Regions from separate parts of the Anas platyrhynchos genome. Here region 2 is linked to region 1. The links are chromatin contacts, called in public Hi-C maps. All regions are on one chromosome and are shown on one strand. The core of a region is the stretch at or near the end of the contact, and the rest is flanking DNA. Distances in the headings are between cores, read along the strand shown. Region 1 holds the start of NFAM1 (NFAT activating protein with ITAM motif 1). Region 2 holds the start of IFT56 (intraflagellar transport 56).

Region 1 (5,670 bases), core at 2,014-4,513:
ACTGTTGCTACCATTGGTGGAAACACCACCAAAAATCCCCTGCTGCTTTGATACACACACTTCCAAGCAGGATGGAGAAATGTCCTTAAAATATTAGTGGTTGCTAGAGGTTTGTTGGTCTGTGTCCTGCTCCAAAGCTGGAGTAATATAGGTGGAATCACCTAGGAGATTTTATCTACTTCAGACATGGTCAGACAGCTGGGGGTGTACGTCTGCAAGTACCTGGGACCACAGGGTGGTGAAGGAAAAAGACCCCGTCATTTTTTTCAGCAGTATCCCTTCTGGGTCATTGCAGGTTCCTGAAAGAATTGCCCTCAGACGGGGCTGACGAGGTGGTGGAGCTGTGCTGTGTAATGGAGCCTGGACTTCCCGGGGAGGGGATTTCTCACCCGAGGGAAGTCCAAGGCCACTCTTCCACCTCTGCGGCTACCCCGGCAGCAGCTCAGCAAGGGAAAGCTGCCAGTGAGCGTGTGGTTGCTAAAACCTCCGGTGACACATCTCACTTAGCCTGCAGCACTCCCTGCACCGCCGTCTTCGTCCTGCCCCTGAATTGGCAAAACCTGTCCATTTGCTGAGCTCAGCTTGGAGAGATGCACACGCCTGTGCCAAACGCTGTGGCGATGCACAAGAGCCTCCTTCCCAGCCACCACGTCCTCGAGAAGCTCTCTGCTCTGCTCTGCTCTGCTGCCTGGAGGTCCCTGGCCAGCCAGGAGGAGCAGGCAGGGTGAGGAAGGGTGGTTTGAAGAGATGCAGTAGGTTTTCTTTTTTTTTTTTCTTTTTTCTTTTTTTTTTTTTTTTTTTGGCGGGGGAGGTTTGTTTCAGAAGGGAGGGAGGGAAGGGGCGGTTTGCTGAGGTGGGTCTTTCTCTTTTCTCCTCCTCTCCCCAAACACCTCAGCAGAGCCTTGCTCTGAGCTCAATGAAAGTAGGGCAGAGCCTAACCACATTTCAAGCTGTCTGCGTTTTTGGATTCTGGGTAATTGTGATCTCTTATCTGTTCCTAGAAAAGATTTAAACAACTTATAAACCACAGCTGGGCAGAGATAATAAAGGAAGCAGTGGCAGGGTGGGGAAGGATCTCCCCAGCACAAGCAGAGCAGGGAGGGGGGCCTGTGGGAGAAGTGGTGGGCCCGGTTGCGGTGGAGGGGTCTCCACATGGCTGCTGGGGCCACAGGGTCTGAGGGGGGTGGCTCGGGGAAACCAAAGCCACAAGTGCTGGTAGCTGGGCTGTGCATAAAATGTGTGCATACATGTACACGCATATATATGTGTAAGAGCAAGTGGAACTGTGTTTAGCCACAGGAGAGGGAGCCTGAACCCTGCTATGGTGTCCACGTAGTCCCACCTCCATGCACATGTTCTTGCTGAGGTTTTTCCTCCACGCTTCCTCTCGCACTCCGGGGCTTTCACATTTTCCATTCCTCATCACTGCTGGTCTACACCTGCCGTGGTAGGGTTTGCCATGCAGGGGATACTCCTTCCACTGGAGGGGTTTGACCCAGCCTCCAGCCCCACAGAGAGGCTCAGAACATCCCTCCCAGGCCTCCCCCTGCCCACTGGGGACATGCTCCATGCTCTGCCTGGTCCCCTTGCTCTGCTCTTTCCTCCTCAGCTGGACACTTGGTAGGATGCATGTGCTCTCCCCTTTGTGCTTGCTGTGCCTACGAGGGAAAAGCTTTGTCAGCAATGATCTTTTCATACTTTTAAGCTGTATTCTCATCATCCATCTTAAACTGCATGCAGGAATTTTGACAAGGGTTTAAAAAAACTTGGTAATGATCCTCTTGCAATAGGCCAAAACAACAGACCTGTGTCCTGTAGGCCTGTCAGCTTGGGATGTGGATTTTGGGTGGGAAATTGAAGGGGCAGAGGGAGGGAAAGAAGGAAGAGAGAATGAAAAACAATTCTATATTGACAAAGATCCTAGCAAAGAGATGGTTCTTTCAGCAAACGCTCTTGCCAGGGTGGTTTATTTAGTTTGGATAGCCAGAATAGGGCCTGGTGGCTTAGAGATGTTTTTCCACCCTAGGAGAGTTTGCTATAACAGCTGTATCAGCCTGTGTATTCTCCACAGTTCACGATAAAAGGAAAGCTGAGGAATTAATAGAAAAGAAAGCCATCTTTTTTTGCCAGCAAGATACTTAGCTACTTAATCCCTTCCCAACCTTCCTCCCAGGAATTGGCAGAGGCCTGGTGCACGCGAGGAGAGCGGCGCTGATCTAATGCCGGCTGCGACTGCATGCGTGCCCCACTGCAGGGGGGCCCTGCTGGCTCAGAGGCTGCTGTTGCTTGCTGCAGGTCCCTTGGCTGGAGAGCTGCCAGCAGCTGTGTGGGCAAGCAAGGAGTCTCAGCTAGGCAAAAAAAAATAAATAGGAAAGACATTAAAAGAAAACAAAGCAACAGGAGGAAGTGAGGGGAAGAACTGGGGAGGGAATGATGTAGGCAAGGTGCAAGGGAACGCAGGGACTTGGATGAAAACGAGTTGGAAGCGTGGTGCAGCTGCGGGGCACGCCGTGGGGCACCTGAAGGCAAGCAGAAGCTGCGCCTTGCCAGGGCTTGGGCAGCCGGGCCTGGCACAGCCAACTGGCTCGCCTGGCAGGCCATCTGGCGAGGCGGTGGCTGGCAGGCACGGGTCCTGCGGCTGCCTGGCTGCCCCATCTCCTTGTTCTACACAATCCTCCCTGCGTCTGCCCGCTGCAGGAGCCGGCCCCCCGCCAGCCCTGCCTGCCTGCCCACCCTCCACTCTCTTGGCAGGGCGCTTGCGCAGCCATCCCCTCAAGCTTTTCAAGGACTGATGCGAACACCCAACGCAGCGCTGCTGGCGATTAGAGGGCTCCTCTTTTAACACAGCATGGCCGGGAGATGCCAGCATCCTGCCCCTGGCCTCTCTGCTCATCTGTGGCACCTTGGGGCTGGTGACACATCCCGCGGTGGCTGTGGGAGGGCTGTGCACATGGCTCCTGCTCTCAGGGTTCCTGCTCTCCTACTCCCACAGGGCTGGTGGGGTGAGCCCGCAGCTGCTGAAGTTTGCACTGATTTGAGCCTCCCTCTGTCGAGGCCAGGGCAATGGCATTGCAAAGCCCCGACCTGCTGAGGGAGAAAGGTGCAGCATCACCACTTAGTGCTGGTAGTGCTTTGCTTCGGGTGGAAAATACGTAAGAAGCTTTCCCAGGAAAAATCAGCGTACACATCATCTCCGCTTTCTCGCCTAGCGCCCTGCCAGGGGCCCACACTCACTGTCAGGAGGCCTCTGCAGGTTGAGAAGTCTCATTCATAATAAAACTTCACTCCCCACCAGCACTGGCAAGAGTTTCCACTGCGCCGGCTGCGTAGGAGGGGCTTCTGAGACTGAGTGGCAAACTGTGCCCGGGCGTCCCGAGGTGAGGCCACCCTTGCTCCCTGTACCTCTACCCTCAGGGGGGCTGCTGCCCCTTGGGGCTTGCCAAAATGACTCAGTCCCTCTGGTCTTGCTCCACTGCCAGAGCCCGGGACTGGCTGCGAGCTGGGTCTGCGGTGCATGCGGGGAACCGCAGGCTCCTGCTCCTCTCCACGGGCTGCTGCGGTGAGGGAGGCAGGGTGAGAAGGGAGGACAGCAGGCATCAGGGCTGGCTTCGCACCATAGCAGCGGGCTGTGCTGGAGCCTGTGGTAAGGTTTATTTTCCTTTCCTGTATCCCGCCTTCTGCTTACCTTCGCCTAACGGGCGAACCGCTATGGCAATAGCTGCAGCTTGCTGAGTAAACATTGTTCTGCGAGTTGTTGATTACAGTTAATTAGCATTAATTTTGCCTTAAATGGATCCTAGTTGTGCTCGTTTTCTAGGGGCTACAGTTGCAGTGCTGCTGCACAGAGGAGATGCCCGGCCAAGGGGGGCTTGGAGCAGGAAGCATGGAGGTGTCCCTGCGATGGGGGCAGTGACAGTGTGAGAGAGATGGGATGGGATGGGATGGGATGGGATGGGATGGGACCAGCATGGCATTCACTTTTCACACACTTCATCTTCTCAGTGACCTGTACCAGCTCAGCCCAGCACCCACGTTTCACGTGAACAGATGACAAAGTGTTCTGCCGTGCTGACAGCGCATGTAAAACTGGGAGACAAGGATTCACCTGCCCCAAGAAGTCATTCTTGCTTATTGCAGGAGTAGTAGTTTTTCAGAGCTTTTTAATAATTTAAAAAAACAGACAAAACCACCAATACTCTGTGCACCAGCGGGTCAAAATGAAAGGGGGAAGGTGCCTCGTGGCTTGCAGAGGGGCACCTGCGAGGGGTGGAGGCAGGGCTGGGGGGCAGCGCTGCTTCCAGAGACCCCCCTGGGGAGCTGTGGTGAGGGGTCGGGAGGCTGAGGGAGCTCGGCCCCGCCATGCCGGGCCGGGGTCGGGGCAGGGCTCGGGGCTGCCCGCGGCCGGGGCGACGGCGCCATCTTGTGGGGGAGGGCGCGGCCGCCGCCCCTCGGCCGCCACCTCCTCCCTGGGTTCCCACTGCCCTGTGGGCTCTGGGGCTGAGCCAGGTGGATTTTCTAATTTATTTTATTATTTTATTTTATTTTTTTCATGGAAGATGTCAGCCCAAGAAGTCAAGGAAGTCCTTGGAGGCGAAATCCCGCTTGTGACGAGGCTGTAAAAGGAAAGCTGCGAAGGGGAGCTGGAGGGGAACGCCGCGAGGTCGGGGCGCAGGCATGGAGCGTGAGCCCTTGGGAGCATAGCAGGCGTGTGATGATAATTTAGTCCCCAGGAAGCTTTCCAGCTGAGCAACAGAAATAAAAGAGCAGGAGCAGGGTGATTTCTGAGGCAGACTCATTTTGTTGGTGAAAGGGAATTATAAAAGCACCCCCTCCCTTCCCTACGGTAGTGTCAACACCTTTCTTTTTCTGGTTTCCCTTCTAGTTGCTGATTGTTCTCTTCCCTGGAGCAGTTCAACGGGTAGAAGCGTAGCGAGGGCATTGGCAGCTTTTACCTCAGCATCATCCAGCCCTGCTGAGAGGCACTCGACGCAGAACGGTGCTAAAATGCTGGCAGAGGTACGGCCCTGCTTGTTCTGGCTCTCCTGTCGCTCGCACCGCCAGCCAGAGGGAAACCGTAAGCCACAGAGTCTGGGGTTAGAGGAGTCAAAGAGATTGCGAATCCTTGGAGGTGTGCGTGTGTTGCCGCTGGCTGGGTTTCCAGTGATGGGGGACTGAGCCGGTCTCTGACGAGGCTGCAAATCCAGAGCTGCTGTGCCGGGGAATGCTCTGAAACGCTCCCAGGCAGGCTCTGCAGTCAGGCTTGTTGAGTTGCTGCAGCTCTTCTCTGCGCCAAGCGGTGTTTCTCTTTTGGATGGTTGTGGTGTTAAACGCTTCAGCAATAAAGAGGCTTTGTTGTGGTCTCTGCAGCGCTGCTTTTGCCTTGGCTAGCAGCAGTCTTTTTGTTTGAATAAATACTTTCCCTGGAGTTGGCTGTGGGGGCATGTGTGGGCACGTGTGTGTGTGCGCCTCTGCTTGTGGGTGTACGTTGGACACAGCTGCAAACAGGCAATTCGGGTAGGTTCAGCACTTGCCCAAACTTGTTGTTTCTGAGCACCAGAACAATGTGCTTTCCCTCGCAGTTGGGAATGCTGGCCACTGTCACGGGCTTTTAACAGTGCTTGAGTGAAATTAATGGATGCTTTCCAGCCATGGGCAGAAACTGTTGCTAGC
Region 2 (5,670 bases), core at 982-3,481, 260 kb before region 1:
TATTTTATTTTATTTTATTTTTTCTGCTAGGGAATAGAAAATCCTAGACAACTGATAAGAGGATGGATATGTGTATTATAAAAATTAGTTTATATATACAATCTGGACAGCATAAAAAAAATAAAAAACTTAAATCTCTGAAAAATAATTTCAGAATTATTTATGGAAAATGAATTTCCTCCTGATAAAGATAATACCTTACTTAATACAGAAGAGCTATGAAAGGAAGCTAAATCAGTGGTATCTAATCTTTATCACTTATTGACTAACTTGAAATTAATTTCTTACTTAAAAATCCTCTGTGGGAGAGTAGAGTATATTCTTTCCTTTAGGAGAGAGGCCTGTGGTATGAAAACACATTCATAAGCAAGGGACATCATGACAATGCTCCCAAGGATTCCGGTTGCAGCATAACTTCTCAGGGACAGTTGCAAGTACTGTATTTTTCAAGGGCCAAGCTGGTTTGAAGTGACTGGGAGAATGCGAACATAGGATCCATACTCTGAAGAAGTACACAGTTCTTTATTGCTGCACTAGGTTACAAATGGTTGCAGTGTGCCAGGATATATTTGTACCAAAACAAGCAAATAACAACAAAAGTCTCATTTCTTTCTGATGGACTGCAAAGTAATTTTTATTCTCAAGGAAACAGAAAAGCCAGAAATACAGATACTTCATTAAAACACTCCATGGACAGGTGTTTTGGGTAGTTGTCAACAGTAGCATAATTTATTGTTCCTCTTCACTGGGATTTCTAATGGTGCAATTAAAAAAGTATAAAAGAAGGAAGTCTGATGAATTACATTGTGTGGTGTTGCTCTGTAATTAGAACAGATCTGTTCTATTTGCAGCAAACTGCAATGTCAGAAATGCTACAAGAAACAAGGTCACTACCAGGATTTTCCAAAGAGATCACGTACTGTATATTGTTAAAATGTACACAACCTGCACACCTAACATTTTATATTATACTCTCGATTATCATGTTTATGGTAATATAGATGGAATGGCTACCATCTGGTAGTTTTTACCAGATCTGGTATTTTTTACCAGATGGTAGTTTTTACAAAAAAAAATATAAACATCCATGTGGTACGACTTGTTGGCTACATAGCATCCTACCAAGAGAATATTACCAGCAACAATCCAGCAAACCATGATTCTTTATTGGAGCACATGAACAGCCCTGCTGAGTCAGCCAAAAGCTCCATCTATGCTGGTGTCCCATTTCCAGACCGAGGTTCCACCATGGGAGCTCCTGCTCAGTGTCTCCCTGACTGCTGAAGTTGGCCAGGTGAGAGGATTCTAGCAACTAAAAATCCTATTTCTATTCTCTCTCCCTTTCATCATCTACAACCGCCACAGGGCAGCAGGCACCAGACTTGTGCGCCACCTTCAGGGAAAGGCTCTTGTAAAGTTACTTGGTGGAAGTCTCATCACCACAAAAACAAAGAAGCACAGAAGAATAATGACAGGTGAGGAACCCCAAAAACTTCATTCACGTTGACCTAGCTCTTCTCAGGGCTGTCACAGGAGAGCAATCAGCCCATCAAGATCAACAGAAGAAGCTCTGTGGAGCACCTTACAGACTAAGGGGCAGTAGTGACTATAAGTGTATGAGACTCATCATGGGATGCCAGGGAAAAGCTTTCTGGGATTACACAAAACTTAGTATGGGATATTCAATGGGAGGACTAAAGGTGGGAAAAGGGAGGGATCAAGGTGGTTTGGGAAGGAACCAGTATGGATGGATAAGGGGATAAAAGGGGCTGCCCACGTATAAAGAAAATGATGCATAGTACATGTCTCTGGCTGTGCCCTGCATCTGATAGGCACAGTCTGTCTTGTATTCATATTAAATTCCACTTTTAACTATCTTCTTGTACAAAGGGATTCTCTATTCTGTGTGCATGTGTGTATGGAGATTTTAGCGCCAGCAGCTGGAATTAGACCACAAGTTGTTAGGGGTCCGTGTGTCTGGCGTGCCAGCACCTGGAGACACTGAATGCGTGCATATTGTGTAGGGGTGTCTGTCCATGTGTATTCACTCGCAAACATGGAGATGGTCTAACTGGCAAGGAGAACAAACGACCTGAGAGCCAAGTAGAGGAGTAAGAGACCAGATACTAGAGAGGGTCTGCAAGATGATTATTGAAAGCACGAGGACCTCCAAGCCAAGCACTGGGGCGCTCATGAGGTGTGGGGGACAACCAGAACACTCATTTACACGACCGTGCCTCTGTGCATGAGGCAACCGCAGCCCGGAGGATCAAAAAGCCAGCTCCTCCGGGCCTGCAGCAGGCGAGGCGGCTCCCCAGGCTGCCCCTCTTTTACGGGGAGCCTCTGGCGGTGCCTCCCCCACACCCGCGGCGGCGGAACTCAGGGGGACGGCGCCCGCCTCCAGCCGGCGCCCGTTCACCGGCCGCGCTCGGGCCTGCGCCTCCTTCCGCCCCGCCGTTACCGCGGCAACGGCAGCGGCAACGGCGGCGGAGCGGGGAGCGGGGAGCGCGGGCCCGGCGGCAGGATGGTGAGGGACGGGGCGGGCGGGGACGGGGGGGCGCCGGGCTGGGGGGCTGAGGGGGGATCCCCCCGGCCCTCCCTGACCCGGCTCCGCTCCGCTCTCCCCCCAGATGCTCTCCAGGGCCAAGCCGGCCGTGGGGAGCGCCCCGGCGGCGGGAGACAGGCGGAGGAAGAAGGGGAAGAAGGTGCCGCAGCTGGAAGAGCTCCTGGCCCTCCGGGACTTCACCGGCGCCATCGCCTTGCTGGAGGTGACGGGTCTCGGGCGGGGAGGGTGAGCGGCAGCCCCCCGGGGGCCCGGGCAAAGCGCTCACGTTCTTTTTTTTCTTCCTCTCCCAAGTTTAAGCGGCACGTGGGGGAGCAGGAGGAGGACACCGACCTGTGGATCGGGTACTCCGCCTTTCATCTGGGCGACTACAAGAGAGCGCTGGAGGTAAGGGGAGGAGAGCTGGCCCCCCGCCTAGGGAGTGGGGAACCTGGGCTGCGGGGTGACAGCAGGAGGGTGTCCTGCATGGGGAGCGGTCCTGCCAGCCAGTTACATCACAGACATGTGGTAGGGAAGCGGTTTGGATTGCAAAATCTATGTTACCCATCAACATAGACCTTATGTAGTTATTTACTCTTATTTAATGCTAGGCTCAGTAACCTAATTTGTCCCTTCTAATGTCATAGTTCATGTCCTCGATTTTCAATACACTTTTTGCAGTTAACTTTCCACGGCTTTGTTTTCAGGTTTAATTATTCCTTTGTCCTTGTTGCATACATTATCTGTAATACACATACTTCTTTAATTGTCTGTAGAGGTTGATGTCTCTGGCTATTTGATGTACTTGATTGTTCTTCTGCATGTTTTCTTATATGAGGCAATTCAATGGAATAAGACATTCTTATTCTCCAAAAGTTTTAAGTTACAAAGAAACACGTTGATTATTCAGACATGCATAAAATACCAATATTTGCACCATACAGTGTTGTTGTGTTACTTCTCGTGCATGAATCCATATGTAATTCTTTCTCTTTCGTGTTGATTTCTGTCTCCAGTGAAGCTCAGTTTGTTGGCAGTCAGTTTATTGTCAATGTCGCTGGAATCCTTTCCACAGTTGTGCCAGCATATTTCTCTATAGAAGCGTTAACAGATTTTGTTGCCTACTGTGCTTTGTAGCTTTGAGGGCTGGAATCAGTGTGCACCCCAGCACAGGGAGCGTTGTGGGGACTTGTGTGGTGGTACCCATAAGGCTGCATATAAGCTAGTGAACATTCAGAAACAACCCAGTCTGCCTGAGTGGTGGTTGTCTCATTGCTGCATTCCTACAGGTGTGAATTTCTGCACCCATACGAGGCTGTATTGCACTCTTTTAGTCCTATTTGTTTTGACCAATGTCAATTGGTGGAGATCTCCATTACAATTTGCTATAAAGGTATAGCTATACTCTGAGAAAATATTTAACAGTCTTTTAACTTGCCTTCCCTGGGAAAAGTGTTAAAAACAGACGATTATTTGAAGTATTAACAAAACAATATAACCATGGTGAAATAGATTAAAAGACAAAATATAATTGTTCTATAGGTAACATTAGATGTTTAACTATAGTTAAACAAGATCACATGCACAAGATTAATGTGCAAGGCAGAAATGGAATTCTTATAGCTTCCAAGTTCACAATGCACTTTCCCCTTACTTTAAAAATTAAAAAGGAAACGTCTATTGGGAGAAGTTAGAACTGTTCAGTGTAATTAAACTGATGGTATACATAGTATATAGAATGTATAGCAATAGTGTAGAACATAACATTAGCTTAATATTCACATTTAGAGTTGTCATTTAAAGACTATGAATATAACAATCAGTGGCTTTACTTAATTTATATCTAAACGTTAGGGTGTTAATAGGGAGTGAAGTTTAAAAAGAGGAAAAAATGTTTGCATACAAACAAAGAATAGTTGGAATTTCTTCGAAATAAATTCTGCTCTTTGGAATACCTAGTAGGTGCTTATATAGCCAGAACAGATTTTAAATGCTTCCTTCAATGAAAGACTAAGTGTCATTTTTGTAGAAATTACATGGTCTGTGGTGTTTGATTCACCACTAGGTGATGCTATTGCTTCAAGCTTTTAAAAACTACAATCTGCTCTATTTTTCCATCTTCTCATCCTAGTAGGGAGAAAAAAAAAGCCAACCATAAACCATGCATACAAACCTTTTTTAAATGAGAGATCACAAGGCCTATCTTTTCTCCTTTATGATTGATTTTGGCACAGTGACAAATGCTAATATCTTTGTCACTTTGGTGTCGTGGGAAATGAGCTTGTGTATCTCAGTCTAGTTTCTTTTGGGACTGAACATTGTGTTTGCAATTCCCAATGTTGTAGTGATCAAGGGAAAGAGTGTTGACTGTGGTGGCTGAATTCCCTTTCAGTTATAAGCTTCAAGGCTGCAGTGCAATGCAGAGTCTTCACTGCTGTAGGCATTGGTGTATTCTCAAGGACAAATTCCTTGATTATCTGAACTCCTGGAGCATTCTGGAGTGTGCTGGGACCACAGTAAATGAGTCTTTAGAATTCTGAAGAATTTTCTAATCCTCATAGTAACATTACACACAGACCAAATGATTCACAATCCCAAATGCCTGCAAGTGACAACGTACATAGCCTGTGTCACTATAGTCCTAGTCCATAGTTTATATTCTTTATACCTGATGAGGCTCTTCACAAATTCAGCTACTCAATATTCCTTTTATTTGTATTGATGCTTTCACGTGAGCTAGGCATGCTGGTTGCATGGCAACTTATGGAGAGGTTTGGGCATTGGGCTGAGGTGGCCTCCGTCATCTACTGGGAGAGGTGGGGAAAAAAGTGAAAAACAGACAGACCTGCAACCCCAAGAATACCTTCAGGGAGAATGGCAGCAATATTGAAAATGACAGCACATTCAAATGTGGTTCTTTTCCTATCGTAGGCACACCAACTGTCAGTTTCTAGGCTGAACTTCAGCCTGACTAACGTCACACTCCCCCATGTTAGCAGGTAGAAGCCTTTCTCAAAGAGTGTACCACCAACACTTGTCTGGTGGGATCATCACTATTACTGTGCTCCTGTTTACAAGTGACCCTGCACTGGACCCTTCTACCATTCATGGTGGCAATTCCTCGCTGG

What was found. Hi-C and Micro-C count contacts between places; a contact is called where the count stands out from the background.
Region 2: a Hi-C map of F5 follicle shows a contact between it and region 1, with 4 times the contacts expected there. The contact joins the promoter of IFT56 here to the promoter of NFAM1 in region 1. A contact is called at or near these places in 2 of 8 Hi-C or Micro-C datasets (F5 follicle and skeletal muscle).

The regions. Positions count from the first base shown.
Region 1 is chr1:42,997,681-43,003,350 of IASCAAS_PekinDuck_T2T, reverse strand. It overlaps NFAM1 (NFAT activating protein with ITAM motif 1), which reads left to right and starts at 3,263. Exons shown (of 12, transcript XM_072035558.1): 1 at 3,263-3,377; 2 at 3,480-3,643; 3 at 3,818-3,917; 4 at 4,883-5,016.
Region 2 is chr1:43,258,259-43,263,928 of IASCAAS_PekinDuck_T2T, reverse strand. IFT56 (intraflagellar transport 56) reads left to right here and starts at 2,231. Exons shown (of 18, transcript XM_038168341.2): 1 at 2,231-2,527; 2 at 2,631-2,768; 3 at 2,858-2,950. The coding sequence starts at 2,246.